Regions from separate parts of the Mus musculus genome. Here region 1 is linked to region 2. A link is a contact called in public Hi-C data. All regions are on one chromosome and are shown on one strand. The core of a region is the stretch at or near the end of the contact, and the rest is flanking DNA. Distances in the headings are between cores, read along the strand shown.

Region 1 (2,700 bases), core at 63-2,562, 270 kb after region 2:
ATGGCTTTTAGTCCTCAATTTCCAGCTGTACTCTCCCCAGCGAAATGATTGCCTAAGTGTTTCTGTGTTTATATCTAAGGCTTATAACTCTTATTTCCTGCAGGAACTGGGAAGCATGTTCCCATGTTTCATATGCACTTTCAGTCAATCATGCATTTATAATCCAACTGGGAAGATGTGATTCAAACTGGATAGTCTGTTGTTGCAAGAGTCTGCTATAAAACTGATCAGTTGGCCAAGTTAGGTGATTTTTATTTTATTTTTTTTAGAAACTTCCTTGGCTTTCATTCTAGGGAGAAAGAAAGACAGAAAAGACCAGAAACCAACAACAGCAGGTGCTGCCAACATAGTATTCTTATCTTTGCTGATTTCAAGGGGAGAGCAAAAGAATATGTAATTGCTTCTCTGTGAGGCCGTTGGGATGCTGCCTGTCTCTCTGGCATTATCCACTTATTTCATCTAGGTAAGAAGAGAAGCAGAAACAAATTAAAAATGCATTTTCCCAAAGGCTTCTAGGACATTATTCAACACAGGTTCTCTTCCACCAGTGTCTGCTGGAAGTGTGTAAATATATATTTATTTATGGAAAATGGAATAAGGTCAAAGCCCTTCTGGATAGTTTCTCTTCTTCATTTATTTACTTTCTTATGCACACACGAAAAGACAGATGTCAGAACTGTATAGGAATTAACAGGCAGGATGCACAGCAGCTTCCTCTCCATGGGACTGGTGGAGGACACTCATTATTTAGGTCAAAAATGTCATATTACAAGTTTCTCAAAGGAGAAAATCTTGGGATTAGGAAGATGGCTCAGTAGATTATTTCAAATTCCCACCTAAGCATTGGGTGGCTACAAATGTCCATAATCCCAGCTTTGGAGTGCAGAGATAAACAGATTCTGGGGGTGGGGTGGGGGGAGATGGTTGCTAGTCACCCATCTTAGACAAAACAGCAAGTTTCTTGTCTAATGAGAGAGTTTTTTCTCAAGGGAATAATGTAAAGGGCAATAAGGGAAGATACCAGATGTCCTCCTATGGATTTTACATGTTTGCATGCAAGCATACTTACTGGGAAACTCATGTAAATGCAAGGCTCTCTCTCTCTCTCTCTCTCTCTCTCTCTCTCTCACACACACACACACACACACACACACACACACACACACACACACACACACTTTTCCAACTCAGGAAAAAATAGAGAGGTCTGTTCTCATTTTGACACTGGACAGATGGCAGCCTTCTGGCCCCACTGTGATGTCCTACCTGTGTGTGCTTTGTTTAGCTGGTCTCTCAGGATATGATTCTGACTCACTGTAGAATCCTTCTGTCCTGCTGTTATGCTCCACTATAGCTTTTCTCTACTGCTTCCCCAGGCTCCCAGGGTGTGGACATATTCCATATTGTCTCTTATGTGACCACCAACATGTTTACAAACATTATAGCATTTTAAACACTTTCAACTGTTCAGTAGCCACAGACATTCCTTATATCTAGCCGTAGGGATGGTCTGCCATCAACGTTATATAAATTTTCGCTAAGACAATAAGCCATTGACTTTTGCTGTGTCCTCTGTCATAGTAAAATCTTGCATACTCGTGTCTACTGGTCTTCGCTAGTATAACTAATAAAATGTATTTAATTTTTAAAATGAATTCTATTGCTTTTTCTTCAGTCTTTTGGTATTGATAAATATGAAGTATTTGGTTTACCCCTTTCTTCCCTTGCTCTCATTCAGAACCACGGAAGACATCCCTTCTCTTAAGTTGCTATCTCAGACCCTTAGAAACGCATACTTGTAACTCAATGGACTCCATCACACTTTGTTGATACAGTTGCATACCCTGTTCTACACATTTCTTTCTATGGTTTCAGCTACTTACAGTCAACTATGGTCTAAAAATAGTAAATTTAATCTTTCAGAAGTAAGCAATGCCTTGGTTTGAACTGTCCACGCTATGAGTTGTGTGACATTTCATGCCACCTGCCCTGTCCATTCCATCTGAATGTAAATGGTTCCTTTGCCTTCTGTCCCCAACTTCTGTAGTAGATATACTACCCTGGAGTATTCGTCTTAGTCTGTCAGATCAACTGGTGTGATATCACAATGTAAGCATTTGGTTCATGTTTATTCAATCATGATCCTAAAGCCCAAGAGGAGTGATGGTGTCAAGGAGTGGAACACGAAAAGTTTAAATCTAGTGCTCTATGGTAATGCTTCCAGGCATGTAGGGAAAACATGTAGCTTACACAGGGCTTGTTAGTGCCTGAGGTTTCAGCTATGCCCTTGCAGGGGCAGGAGAGGGGGGTCCTGAAAAGTAGACCTATAGATAAAGAGAACTAGTGAAATTTGACTTTGTATATTTGTGGGTATATTTATGTATTTTATTATAATTTGTTGATATCTGCAAGTATTGAGATCTTGTGTTGTTTTTCTCTGTTTTCAGATTTAAGACTACATATATATATATATATATATGTATATATATATGTGTGTGTGTGTGTATGTATATATATATATATATATATATGTATATATATATATATATATATATATATATATGTATATATATAGTGTGTGTGTGCGTGTGTGTGTGTGTGTGTGTGTGTGTGTGTGTTGTACATGCATTCATGTGTATAACTATGCACGCTCATGTCCTCACAGACACAAGGAGAGAACACTACATGTCCATCTCAATT
Region 2 (2,786 bases), core at 218-2,717:
GAGGAAGGTAGGGCCAAATCATTTCATATGAAATCTAAGTGTCCTTTATAAAATTCATATTTTCATTCTCCCGTGACTCAAAATACCCCTCCACCTTGAGTTTTTTTTTTTTTCCATCTTATGCTTGGTTTCCACAATTTAAATAGCAGCTGTGAAAGTGCTGGGTGGTTTAGCTGGGCAGAGCATAGAAATAGGTACAGTGTACTGGTTTTCATCCCATTAATTTTCATTTCCATACAGGTTTTATATTCTTTTCCAAACCATCCTAAGCAGATGTGGTAGTGGCCTCACTGGTGGCAGAGGAACCAGGGAGTCTTGAATGACACTCTGCCACGAGATCCTTTCAGGGCCTAGCCTCTAAAGTTTGCCCAGCATTAGGCTCACTCTGGGCTCCTCTGCTGAGCACATTATGGCGCTGTGCAGCTGCTCTCTCACCACTTTCTCTCTGCCTTCCTTCTTGAGATCGGGAACACTGAATAATTCAGAGTGTTGGTTGACAGATAAAACGATAAGATTTATACGTCGTTGGCCTTGGTGATGAATTAATTAAATTGGTTTCTCCTCTATCCTCGGCATGCATTGTTTTCTGTCTGTAAAATGTGCTTGCTGGTAAGTGGTGGGCTTGGAGATTTGCCTGCTCTTGAAAGATGGTAGGGGAAGATTATAATATCAGAGGATAAATCTTTTCAGGACTGCTAATGTTATTGCCGCCACCACCAGATAGGGTAGAGGTGGGGGAGGGGGGCTGCACTGTTACAGGCAGAAGAGATGAGAAATGCTTAACAATTGCCTTCAGGGCTGAGAGGAAAAGACTGTTTCTAACTACTAGTTCATAGAATCCAGCAGTGAGACTTTACTCCTCGATATCAAAATTTCAGAGGTACCACATTCTATTCTGTAGTTTAGAGCTGATTTATCAGGATTTCAGATATCTCTGGGACCCTGGATAGCCTTGGAGAGACACACATCTCTGAAGGTAACCCATGAGCTTCCCTTCCATATTTGTTTCCTTCTAGCTCAGCTCTGAAGGCTAAGGGTTGAAGATCAGAATGGAAGCAGGCTTAGTCTCTGGGGAGCTGTCTCTGGTTTACATATGGTCATTTCCCTACTGAGTTGCCATCTTGTCTTTTCTCTGTGTGCACCATCACAGGCAGAATTGCTTCCCCTCAACCTCCTTCTCTAAAGACCCATTCAGCTACATTAGGTCCACCCAACAACTTTGTTGTATTTTTGTCATCTCTTTACAGGCTCTAACTCCAAATGGCAGCATTCTGAGTTCCTGTTGAGTGGAGCTTCCATATACCCATTTTGTGGACACAGTGTAATTTTGACATCTCCAGGGTGGGGACTAGTCATCACTCTACCTGTACTGTGTGTTCAGTGAGTTCAGAGTAGACAAGTAAACCCTAGGTGACACTGACAGCAATTTACCAAATCCTAGGATGGTGCCTCGAAAAGAAAAGTCCTATTTACATAAATGGCGAAAACAAAGACAGCAGGTTTACTCAACTTCTGTTTGCCTTCTTGGCTGAGCTTCTGGGCCTGAGTCCAGACACTGATGTGCATAGGACTAACTCTGTCTGACTGCAGACACAGGCTCTGTGCATAGTCTAATGTGAACATTCCAAGGCTTTCTCAGCCAGACCTGTTGCCCTTCCAAGCTATATCCTCAGACCTCTCCTCACTGACTTCTTTAAGACCTATGGCTAATTTCTTGCCACCCTCCCAACACACACAAACACACACACACACACACACACACACACACACACACACACACACACTGCTAGTGCTTCACTTTTCACCTTTAATTGAGGAAAACAGATTAACTACATACAAATACTACATATTTTGGCAGCAAAAAATACTTTAAAAAGTATCATTTTTAATGATTTTCCAGTTGGATTTTATATGAAACTTATTTCTAGATATAAATGTTATATATATCCTGTCTACTTTATCAGTCAAGAGGCTCTAGTGAAATGACTAAGACAACATATTGTTCATTGTAAAGTTGCTATAAATTGGAAGCAAGGTGTTCAATTCTTTTGGAAAATAATTTTCTTCCCTTCCTCTATCCTTCCTTCCTCCCCTATTCCTCCTCCTCTTCCTCCCTTCTCTCCTCTCCCTTCCTTCTCTCCTTCTAGGTTCCCCCACTTCAGATACTTCTTTTTAAAATGAGCCATGAAAGCATGTGTTAATAAAGGTCTCAATGTTGACTGGTAATGGAGTTCAAATGGATGCTGGGACATTAGGAATGGGTGAGGTAAATCAAGGACAAAATTTAGAGTTGAATGTATTGTGAATCAGCCTTTGTTTCTTTTTTTGCCTGGCTGAGAGGCATGTATCTTTAAACCTCAATAGTTGATAGTATGACTTGTCTGCTTTATGCACAAAATTTCCCAGAAGATTAAATTATATACGTGGTCCACATGACTCACATGGGTGGCACATTTTATAAGAAATACAATAATGTCAGGGCCACCTTCTCTCATGGACCTAGGTTTGCTTGCCCACCCACAGGCAGGTTGAAGATGCTGTATTCCTGCTTTCTCCTTATTTCGCTATGGCAACACTGTTGGCCTCTGAAGAACTACTTCATTTGTGCACTAATTTTGGGGAAAATGTAGATGAGAACACCTCCATAAGCATACAGAAATCAAACTGGGATGTGACCTACAGCTATCCCTTTAGGCAGAGATCCATATTGGATAAGTTCTAACCATAGTTAACAAATTGTAACAAGACATGCAGAAGCTCAGAGATCTTGGATAATAAAAGTGATG

Evidence for each region. Hi-C and Micro-C count contacts between places; a contact is called where the count stands out from the background.
Region 1: a contact with region 2 is called in a Hi-C map of cerebellum, with 3 times the contacts expected there. The contact joins two enhancer-like sites.

Annotation. Positions count from the first base shown.
Region 1 is chr12:90,084,804-90,087,503 of GRCm38.p6, forward strand. All of the region lies in intron 15 of Nrxn3 (neurexin III), which reads left to right. Among named protein-coding and RNA genes, the nearest start is that of Gm40538, 320 kb to the right of the region's middle. Within about 2 kb of position 1,313, at least 4 of the 459 cell types and tissues checked have an H3K27ac peak or open chromatin away from gene starts, as enhancers often do. A contact at or near this core is called in cerebellum, where this site is marked.
Region 2 is chr12:89,816,849-89,819,634 of GRCm38.p6, forward strand. All of the region lies in intron 14 of Nrxn3 (neurexin III), which reads left to right. Among named protein-coding and RNA genes, the nearest start is that of Gm40538, 590 kb to the right of the region's middle. Within about 2 kb of position 1,468, at least 7 of the 459 cell types and tissues checked have an H3K27ac peak or open chromatin away from gene starts, as enhancers often do. A contact at or near this core is called in cerebellum, where this site is marked.